Regions from separate parts of the Mus musculus genome. Here all the other regions are linked to region 2. Evidence: chromatin contacts called from public HiChIP or PLAC-seq and promoter capture Hi-C data. All regions are on one chromosome and are shown on one strand. Each heading gives the region's core, a stretch centred on a gene start, on an enhancer-like site or on the middle of the called end of the contact. The rest is flanking DNA. Distances are from core to core; before and after follow the strand shown.

What was found. Promoter capture Hi-C pulls out the DNA fragments that hold promoters and counts their contacts. HiChIP or PLAC-seq counts read pairs in DNA pulled down with a chosen protein or histone mark.
Region 1: a promoter capture Hi-C map of stem cell-derived epiblast-like cells shows a contact between it and region 2, with 3 times the contacts expected there. The contact joins the promoter of Zbtb42 here to the promoter of Tmem179 in region 2.
Region 3: an H3K4me3 HiChIP or PLAC-seq map of forebrain shows a contact between it and region 2, with 4 times the contacts expected there. The contact joins the enhancer-like site here to the promoter of Tmem179 in region 2. A contact is called at or near these places in 1 of 39 promoter capture datasets (embryonic stem cells), 2 of 484 Hi-C or Micro-C datasets (frontal cortex and monocyte-dendritic cell progenitors), 2 of 115 datasets of contacts at active chromatin or transcription factors (embryonic forebrain and forebrain) and 2 of 9 other capture datasets (adipose tissue and embryonic stem cells).

Annotation. Positions count from the first base shown.
Region 1 is chr12:112,677,418-112,680,834 of GRCm38.p6, reverse strand. It overlaps Zbtb42 (zinc finger and BTB domain containing 42), which reads right to left and starts at 1,995. Exons shown (of 2, transcript NM_001100460.1): 1 at 1,890-1,995; 2 at 1-1,459. The coding sequence starts at 1,442. The coding sequence ends at 180.
Region 2 is chr12:112,509,395-112,512,920 of GRCm38.p6, reverse strand. Tmem179 (transmembrane protein 179) reads left to right here and starts at 1,761. Exons shown (of 4, transcript NM_178915.3): 1 at 1,761-2,177. The coding sequence starts at 1,873.
Region 3 is chr12:112,327,716-112,331,400 of GRCm38.p6, reverse strand. Gm29890 (a long non-coding RNA gene) reads left to right here. Exons shown (of 5, transcript XR_001780725.2): 4 at 1-1,423; 5 at 2,023-3,592. Among named protein-coding and RNA genes, the nearest start is that of Gm29890, 11 kb to the left of the region's middle. Within about 2 kb of position 1,635, at least 73 of the 459 cell types and tissues checked have an H3K27ac peak or open chromatin away from gene starts, as enhancers often do. A contact at or near this core is called in embryonic forebrain and forebrain, where this site is marked.

The sequences.
Region 1 (3,417 bases), core at 746-3,245, 170 kb before region 2:
GAGAGAAGGCGGCAACCCATCCAAGAAGCAGCAACATTCATTCAGGTTGGCTGGTGCAACCTTCTAGCCTTGGGGTAGTGCTACCACCGGCCTGTGCTTTTTTCCTCTGCCCCAGAGTCCCACCCAGGAGACCCTGCCCCTTTTCTCCCTCCACCTTGGGGGGGATACAGAAAAACACTTCACACAAGCAAGGGCTTGACTAGGCCATAGTGGAACTTGCGGACATGGCGGTACAGGTCACCGGACTGTGTGAATCTGCGCTCACACCAGCGGCAGGCATGGGGCTTCTCCCGCGTGTGGACCACAGCATGCCGGCTTAAGTTGTGTGAGTACTGGAAGCTCTTGCCACACTGCACGCAGGTATAGGGCTTCTCCCCAGAGTGTGTCCGTTCATGCCTCTTCAGGGTGTATGTGCAGGAGAAGGTCTTGCTGCAGAGTGGGCACGTGGGCACGGACCCCTCGGGGGAGAGCCTGGCACGGACACTGTCCCGCTCCCGGAAGTGGGCGCTGAGATGCAGCTGCAGTGCGTGGGTGCTAGGGAACAGCTTGCAGCATAGCGGGCAAATGCAAAGGTGCCTGCTGGGACCCAGCTCTTCACTGTCGAGCACTGGCTCTGCAGGCAGCCCAAGCTGCTGGCTGCCCGTCCCTTCGATGTGCAGTGGCTCCAAGTCCACTGCCAGGCCCTGGGCTGCAGAAGCACAGACTGGTGGTGGGGATCGGTCCGCGCTCTGCGGGCTGCTGCTATCTTGTTCTGAGAACGAATCTTGCTCAGCCTTCACCAGAGGCTGCGCCACTTGCTGTACGGAGCTGCAGAGGGATGTCTGGAGGCGACAGGGTGGGTGTACCTGCTCCGGTCTTGGGCTAGGCTTCAGTGACAGGTCCAGGGCCCCACTTGACTGCTCTGCAACCTGCCAAGACGGAGGTCCAAATGTTGGCAGGGGATGGGTAGCCTTGACCCCTAGAGATGGGTGTTTGGCCTTTGGTGCGGCTTGGCAGAAGGCAGGGGACCAGGAAGGCAGGGGGTGTGGTGGCTGCCCAGGAAGCTCTGTCCCCAGCGTACGGGTCTCCAGATCTGGGTCCTTCTTTCTGAGTCTGCCCTTGCAGACCTTGACGATGTCATACATGTGCAGGTAACTGGCGGCAGCCAGGACGTCCTCGACAGGTAGGTTGTGCAGGTCCAAGCGGCCCTCGTACATGAAGTCCAGCAGGCGGCTGAAGGCGGGTACCGTGACGATGTCGCCGTTGAGCCGCACCGTGTCGCGGCTGCTCGCGGGCTGATCCCTGTAGAAGAGATGGAAGTAGACACTGCACGCGGCCAGTACAGCGCGGTGCGCAGGGAAGCGCGCGTCGCCCACCAGAACAGTGCAGTCGCACAGGAACCCCAGCTCGCGCTGCTGCCTCAGGCGGCCCAGCAGCCGTACGCCGTGCTCCGGGAACTCCATGCCGCCGCAGTCATCACCTGGGCACAAACGGGACGCCTGTCAACACGCCGGGGATGCCGTGGCCCCCGCTCGCCCCGACGCGCCCTTCCCGGGTGCAGGCAGCCCACAGAGAGGCGCGGGAGTGACGCGCGCAACCGCCAGCCCTGAGCTGCCCCGGCACCTGCCCGGAGCAGGAAAAACTCGATCGAAAGTAAACAGAAGCCGCTCTGCCGCCGGGGCGGGGCTCGGGGCGCAGCGGAGGGGCCGAGCCGCGCGGACAGAAAGAAGTCAGGACTTCAGGCTGCCTCGCCCCCCCCCCCCCGCCTGCCGCGCCCCCCGACGCCAGAGTCGCCGCCCGCCCGCACCGCCGCCAGCTGCCACCGCTGCCGTCGGCCCCATTTATGGCAGCGCGGCCGTGGGGAACGGCCGGCTAGGCAGGCGGAGCCGAGTACCCGCCCCTGTGCTCACCTTCGCCGCACGCGCGGCTCTCCGCTCGTTCTGCAAGCTTTCCCGTGCAGCTCGGACCGCACCGAACTGGGGGCGGCGCGCCCCGGCCGGGAGGGCGCGGGGACCCGGACGGCGCCGGGCGGGGCGCGCACTAACTTGGCCGGCGGGGCAACGCCTGCTGCTTGCCCCGCCCCGAAGAGCGAAACTCCCGGCTGGAGCTGGAGGGGGCGGACCGGGCGACTTCCCGGAGCGGCCGAACCGCTGAGGTCACCTCGCTACCCCTTCTCTGTCCGCCCCACCCGGTCAGTCCCGCTAGAAGCTAGCCCGCCGCACTCTGTGACGGGAGGGGGTGCGGGACCCTCTCGCGATACTTGTCTCCTGGGCCTCTGTGTCCTCCATGGGGTCCCGACTGCCCTGGTGGACAAAGGGGCAGTTGCTTCTCCGTGGACTACGGGACAATGGCCTCGGACCCGTTGGAAGACGGTCCTTCAGATGGGTCAGGGCGCCAATGAGAGACCACAAATGTCAAAAAGAAATTCACTTCGCCCTATGAAGATTTCTCTTGAATTCACGTTAACACATCTGGGACAGGCCGTGGAGCTGGGGTCTCAGAGAGAGAATTACCGCCCTCTGCAGACCCTGGGCTGACAGTCAAGCGCACTAAGATCTGTGACAGAGGGCACTGGGTAGGGCAGATGTGGTGGGATGGGTTTAAGACACAATCACAGAGAAGTGGCAGGAGACCTCCGGAGTTAGGCAGACAGGTCACACACAGGATGTAGGAGGAGTGATATGGAGAGAGGCCAGGGCCGGCACCCTGGGCACAGTGTTCCAGGGGAATCAGGGTCAGCAGGGTTTGAGGAGACTCCTGCTTCTTCTGGGGAGAGGACGTGACAATAGAGCCCGGGGTTTAGAGGAGTCGAGGCCCCTTGGCATGGGCTACACCAATGGCTCCCAAGTGTGCAGGCGGAGGGGTATTCTTAGCTGAGGGGGCTTGAAGTTGCTTGAGACATCGCTCACGTTGAGCTTCATTAAGCTTGTCAGTTAGACACTCTCATTTACAGTTCTAGCGTGAGGGAGGGGCCACGCAGTACCAAATCACAGAGCCAGAGTTCCTATGGGGCTAGGCCCGTTCCGAATTTTCACCTTGCATTTGTTAGAAGTCCAGGGACCAATAATGTTGGGTGGGCACCACATAGAGAGCTGGAGGGTAAGTATGAAGGAGGTCTTGCACAGGAATTACAGGGAAAGGGGTTTGGGTAGAATATCCAAAGGCATTCTGGGTAGAGACAGCCGCTGAGTCCTGTCTCTCCCCCCAACCCCCTGCCCGGCTCATTAGACACTCAGAACAGAGTACCCAGTTGTGAAGTGGGGCTTTCTGGCTGTTGGGGACAGCTCCAGGGGGCCTGTTCAAAGTTGTATTGGAAGCCCAAGGGGGCTCCCAGGGTTCCTGGAGGACCTAGATTCTACAGGGAAGAAAACCAGTGTTGTACTAAACGGAGGTTGAAGCAGGGATATTTCAAGTTCTAGACCAGCCTGAGCTACATGG
Region 2 (3,526 bases), core at 512-3,011:
TCTGAACCACTTCTCCAGCCCCTGATTATTTTTTAAGGTTAAGTGGAACTCATAAATTAGGGTACCAGAGTCCCTTTTTAGTCATCCCTCTGATGCAATCTGTTTCCTTCTCAATTGTCAGGGTCAATTTTGTTTGTTTGTTGTTTTTTGGTCAAAATTTTCCAGTGCTGATGAATGGTTAGGATTTGTGTTTGGGATGGGGCAGGCTGAGCTTCCTAAACAATCCCCCCTGGTTTGGGTTGGGGAGTCTTGGCAGTGGAAGAAACCCTGGGTGGATTCTCTGAGAAAAGAGTAGCTGCTGCAGACCTTATCCTGTTCCTTCATATAACGTACTCAAGAGATTGCAAAATGAATGCTCTATGTGCAGAGGCGGATAACAAATGGTAATGACTATGAGCAGATTTTGACCTCCCAGTGATAAGCAGAAGACAAGTCACAAATCAATGAGCTGTCTTTCCGTGTGTAAAAACCAACCAGATTGAAAGCCCTGCTCAGGAGAAGGGTCTGCAGAGTTGATGTGTGGACTATCTTCACGATATTGCCAGAGACCAGTTTGGCGACTCCTGCCAACACCACTTGAAGTGTTCGTACCTCATGACCCAGTCATTCTTCTCCTAAGACTTTCATAGAGACTCATGTGCTGCCTGCACAGCTGGCACAGCCGCAGAAAAAGACACCAGGATGTCACACAGCAGAGCCGGAAACAACAGACACTGGAGACGCTCAATGTCCCCCCAGAGAGGGATAGTCACACACAACAGTCAATGTTACGGAATGTTACACAATAACTAGAAAGAAGACCACGGGCTTGCTTGTGCAGACAGGGAATAATGCATACTGTTGGATGACTGAATTGCCTGTAGACACAGGCATAGTATGAAACATTTTTGAAAATTGTGTGTGCGTGGTGCAAAATGTCTGGATGGGTAGACATCAGGTTGTCACGAGTAGTAACGATGTGCCGGAGTGGAGGGAAGAGGAAGAAACTTGGTGTCTTTGTATCACACATATTCCTCATTGTAATTAAAAAAAAAAACAAGCCCATATTACTTTGGCAATAAAACAAAAGGAATTTTTAGTGCCTGAAGCCAAAAATAATGCTGATGTAATCTATATCCAGAAGGATGTCTCTAGGGCTTACTCATCTGGGAATTGGACTAACGGTTACTTGGTATTAAGGGAAACTAGAAAAGTCATTAATTCTATTAATTAATGCACCACCAGCTCCATCACAGCAAAGAGGTCTTAATGAGGTGCCCAGGGCAACCATTATTTATCTTACAAACGCGGAGTGGAGGGCTCTACTGTGGGGCTGAGGGCATGGTTCTCGGAGCACAAACAGATCACGAGTCTGCTCCCGCCTAGGAATACTTGAACCCTTCCTCTTTTCTATCCTCACACCTACCGACCCGACTCTCTGCCTCCCTCCTCCATTCGCTTTAAAGACAAAGGCCCTGGCAAAGGAGTCTGAACTGCACATAGGACTCCATCCTTCTCCTCCTTAGCCTTTCGCTGCTGGTACCCTTCCTGACAGAGTCGGGTTTCCCCAAGCTGACTTAGTAATGCTCACGACCCCTGCCAGGTTTCCATGGCACGTCTCCACCAATGCAGTCTGTCTAGTGTAGTGCTCTGTCTACCTATCCTGCAGCCGCGGGAACTGTCCGCGGTACTGACCGCAGGCGCGCCCCACGCTCGGCCTGTGCGCACGCGTCTGCGCGCAACGCGAGAGACCCGCGGGCGCCGTCATTGCGCAGCCTCCCACGCGGCTCGGGACCGGCCTGCGCGGCGCCGGAGACTCGCGGCCCGGCTTCTGGAGCGATCGCGTCCCTGTCCGGTGGCCTCGCCAGCGGCTCCTCTCATCCTGGCACCACCATGGCGCTCAACAATTTCCTCTTCGCGCAGTGCGTCTGTTACTTTCTGGCCTTCTTGTTCAGCTTCGTGGTGGTGGTGCCATTGTCCGAGAACGGCCACGACTTTCGTGGCCGCTGCCTACTCTTTACCGAGGGTATGTGGCTGAGTGCCAACCTGACGATGCAGGGGCGGGAGCGCTTCACTGTGCAGGAGTGGGGCCCACCGGCTGCCTGCCGCTTCAGCCTGCTCGCCAGCCTCCTGTCACTGCTGCTGGCTGCTGCGCACGCATGGCGCACGCTCTTCTTCCTCTGCAAGGGACACGAGGGGTAAGTTTAGGCCTTTCAGCAGCCCAGCGCAAACTGATGCAACACTCACACGGTTCCTGGCACCTATCAGGCTCTCCTCTCCGGGGCCATGAGCCCCTCCACCTCTCTTGCTGCAGAGGCCTGCAAGTGTCAACACTTTCAGCCTCATTATTTTAAGCAGACTGCCCTTTGTTTACACACAGGCCCAGCGGCTATGAGGCTGTCTGTCCGACCCACATGATCTCTTTCTATTCCCAAGGGATGCATCACTCCGAATTCTCAGTCCTGACCCCTTGGAGCACAGATGTTGCACTGTCATGGCTGCATGTCTGGGCTCTCTTGTTAAGCTAGGCCACACTCCTCGGGACCTGGGACCATTTGCAGTAGTCTTGGGCCTGCACCCCTTTCCTGTGAGTGGGGGAAGGGACTACACTTTGGAAAGAGCGGGTAGTCTTCTATTTTTGCTACTCCTCTTGGGAAAAGATGGCAGAGGATGTCTGTAGAGCTCCTTAAGCTCCCCTTAAGCTGGAGGCATGTACAGTGTGTGTGTGTGTGTGTGTGTGTGTGTGTGTGTGTGTGTGTGTGTGTGTATGTGTGTCTCTCTGTGTGTACTCTGTGTGTGCCTTTATGTGTGTGTGTACTCTGTGTGTATACTGTGCATGTGTCTATATGTCTGTCTGTGTGTGTGTGTGTGTGTGTGTGTGTGGTGGGTGAGTAGGATCTCCTTTGTGTTCCCTGTACCTCCCGAGTTTCTTCACCCTTTTTTTCTTTGTCACCTGTCTGAAGCCAGTAGAATGTGGTCACTTGGTGTCCTCAGCCAACAACAATCAAGAGCCCACCCTCTCCCTGGCTGAGGCTTCCTGGGTCCTGGAATACCAATGCTCCTGCAATAGAGAGTGAATTCCCACGTCCAGCCCTCCCCATCCATGTTTTTAGTTGCTCCCTTGCAAGGAGGTGGGTGACAAGCACGGGTCTCTGAGAACACAAGGATGTAGGAGGCTGGGTGAAGGGGGTTCTTGCTAGTACCACAGATGAAGAACATGAAACAGTTAACGCTCTCACCACAGTAGAGGCCGAGAGTCCAGAATCGAAGTGTCCTTAGAGTTAGAACTAGAGAAGCTCTTTCCTACGCGTCTATTCCTGCTGGCTCTAGCCTCCTGTGTGTTCCAGCCTCTGCCCCTGTTCTTGAATATCCTCTTGCCAGTCTCTGATACTGCTTTTCCTGAGAGAAGATCAAGCAACCATATCCACAGGTAGCAAGGTTAGGACTTGGAAGAGATGCAGTTCAACTCACTATGGTCAGGTTTTGATGGGAGTCTGTTGGAAGCCAGGAGTGGTCCTAAGAGCCTCCAGGTAATGTGGACCAAACT
Region 3 (3,685 bases), core at 386-2,885, 180 kb after region 2:
AAGAGAGAGGAGGCCGTAGTCCAGCAGCAGGGCGTGTGCCTAGCGTGCTCACAGCCCCGGATCCTCTCTCTACCCCCCGAAAAGTGAAACAAAAGCACACAGCTGTTTCATTTATGCTCACGCGCACATCAGCTAAACGCTGCACCAAGGGACAACACATCCGCACAGATGCACACCCCGGAAGTAGGGCTGGCTTTACACAGACAAGAACAGCTGCCGTCAGAGCGCAGGACAAACGCGAGCATCCCCAGCACCCCAGAAGCCCAGTGCACAGGGCGACCAGCTCAGCCTGGCTTGGGTTGTTCTGTATCAGGGCATTCAAGGCAGTCTGTCCTTTGACCCTGGCTCCTTCAGGTCTTTCTGTGCTTTTTAACATGCACCGAATGCTACATACAGCAGCGGCCGTCTTACTCGAGGAGAGCCAATGTCCACACTGAGTACCTCTGGCTTGCAGCTACTGAAGGCCGCTCTAACATCTATGAACCTGATGTGTGGTGTTTTGTGAGGAGGAGACCCAGCGGTGGGAGCACAGAGCAGTCTCTGCTCAGCTTGAGCAAACAAGGTACCACCTCACAAAGGATGTGGCATGGGACACACATGTCTCTGCTGCCAGGTCACATTTTCTCTCCTTTTTCTCTGGCCACTCCCTGCAGAGGTCAGGTCACAAGGTGATCACAACTGGAGTCCTCCTGACAACCAACAACGTTAACCCTTTCTCCACCCGTGGGGTGCTGGGGTGCCTAATTTGCTGAAGTTACAGCTTCCATATTTTTGCCTGTTTTGGATTGATTTGCATCACCTCTGTTTTTTAAGAAAAGGCTGCGTTTGGGGTTTCTCATTCTGAGCATGTGTCTTTTGTCAGGCAGGAGTGTTGTGAGCCCGGTCCTTCTGTTTTGGTTTGGTTTGGTTTGGTTTGTTTTTTTGTTTTTGTTTTTTTTGGCCTCACTGTGCCTCTGGGCTAGCATCCCTTTGATCAGCACTCCCATTTGGACAGCACCACCGAATCAGTTTCAGTTCAGTTTCCCCCAGCCCGCTCCATTTTGAGCCATCTCCGCATCAGGATGATCCTGAGCTACGGCCCTGCACCACGAGCTCTTCCTACCCTTTGTTTCAGCCCCATCTTGACAGGCAGGCCTTTCCTCCCCTGTCTACATCATTGATAAGAGTATCAGACAATGCAGGACTGATGTCAGTCCCCCGTGGCGCTGCAGACCTCCCCGCAGGGTTACACGGGGCCATTAGCTGACGCCTTTGTCTATAATTATATACAACAGGCAACATTCACTTAGCAGATCATCTGGGATGCGTTTCCCATTTCATCCTCAAGAACCACACGGCAGACTCTGCCAATGCCTGCTGAAGTCACCGCAATCACCGGTCCCTCTTCTACAGGCTAAGGACCGTGACAAGGAGAGACAAGGAGGTTAGTCTCGCACGATCAGCTCTCAGAAGCCAGCATCCATCGTCGGGGAAGGGAGGCCTGCGGGGCTTGCCAGCACTGTATTCTCTCTGCTCTAGGATGAGATGTGTGCTAAAAGCTGATATTTTAAGAAATCGGCAGGGGCCCTTCAAACCAGAGCAGGGTTCTCTGACTGAGCTGAGGCAGGTTGCCTAGCAACCAACTCTCATTACGTCATTGCTAGACAGATTCTGAGGACTCCGGCCCCCAGAAATATGAGTACCTGAGGGAGAGGGGAGGCCACACAAGTAGAGATGGCAGGAGGGCCACTAAGGACTGGCCTGGGAAGACCTGGGAGGCTTCCTGGAGGAGGTGATACTATTAGTGTCCATGCAGATGGTGTTTGGGACTTGGGATGAGACCTGAAGTATTGGTGGCTTTTCTGGTTCCTGTGATAAAATACATGACAAACACAACTTACATCAGGAAGTGTTTCTTTTTTCTTGTATTTGGAGGGAGTAGTCCATTATTGTGGAGAAGGCGTGGCAGGCACAGCGTGAGAGAGTTGAGCACAAAGGTCTGAGGGAAGCAGAGAGAGATGACGTCTTCCTTTGTACCCACAGGATCCCAGCCGGATGGTGCTGCTTCCCTTCAGAGTGGCTCCTCCCTCCTCAGCTAAGTCCCTCGGGAAATGCCCTCACAGAGCACACACGTGCCTCTAGGTAATCCCAAGTGCAGTCAAGTTGTTGCTAAAGTGAACCATATCCCCTGGACCCTCCTTTGCAGTGCCTCAGAGACAGAGGGGCTCACTGCCTCTCAGCCACAGCCTGGAGGTTCCCAGAACCTATGACATCAGACAGCAGCCCTAGGGCCTCAGCTCTGGAGTCCCACACACCATCACAAGTGCTGGGGTACTGACTAGGTGCCTAGCTCTAAGAGATTCATGTGTCCTGTGCAACGGTCTCACAACGGCACACATTTATCAGAACAGAGCAGGAGCCTCTCTGCTGTAGATACCTGGTATCTCACAAGCCCCTCCATCTCCTTAGAAGCCAGGATCCCACCATGTCCCTGTGGTCACCATCTTGACATTGCTTGTCACCTTCAAGCATAGCCACCATTTATGGCTTTGCCCAGGCTCTGGCACAAAGGATGCTCAGCTCTGCATTGCCCCACACTGCACCCTCTTAGCTGGCACAGCTTCAGTCCCAGGTCCTGTATTTTCCAGCCCTACAGGGCTCCTCTGGCTTCTGTGTCCCCGTCTACTGGATGGATAGGATCATTGCTGTCTAGCCTTGGCTGCCTCATGCCTCCGCTTCTAGACACCCCTAGGGGACATTGGCCACACAGGTCTGTAACCAGCAAACCCTCCTGGCCAGTCTAAGCCAAAGCCACATCCCCTCTCTCCCACTGAGTCCTCTCCAAGGCAGACACCCTGGCTCTATTGCATACTCAGGAAAGCAATTTCTTCTCTACCAGCCTTTGCATATCAGGTAGGAGGATCTGAGTCACTGTCCCCAATCAGTCCGTGGGTCTGGAGCCTGAGGCGGCAACAGAAAGGTGTGACAGGACAAGGACCCTGAAATAGGGATAGTCCTAGATGTGGTCATAGTGTCCCAGGAAAGAGGCAGGAGGGTCAGAGTCCAGAGGACACAGGAAGGAGCTATCAGAGGACAGACCTGTGGTGCTGGCTTTGAAAATGGGGAAGATGCCAGAGTGTAGGCACCTCCAGGAGCAGAAAATACCAACCGGGAAGACCTGAGGCCTAGTCAGGGTCACTGCCTTGGAGCCTTTTGAGATGGGGTGATTTTAGGTTAGAGTAGAGTGTACCTCCATACTGACCTTTATGGGACCCTCTTGGGAGTCTGAGGATTTTGTCTTAGAGACATCTATCTAGCAGTCCCTTGAAAAAACAGTGTCTCTGCTTGAGAACACAGAAGACACCTGTACCCAAAGGGCTGTGTTGAGAATCTTAGACAGTGACCAGGAGGAGGGGGATACCCAAAAGCCCTGCCCATCCTCTTCCCATCCCTCCTGCCCTTGAGCAGTTGGAGATGCCCCCTGGGTATCCCCTCATCCCTGCATTCCAGAGAGGGGCCAAGTCAGACTCAGATGTGGCTTCACTGCCTGATGCCGCTGGTTCCACGGGAAGGCTTAATTGACGCAGCAAAACAAACATTTGCTTTGGTGATCCACGCTGAGTTAGATGCAAGGTATTGTTTTAATTAAGCCTTGTGACTGATGAATCTCAATAAAGCAGCTGTTGTGCAGTATTCAGGTATATAA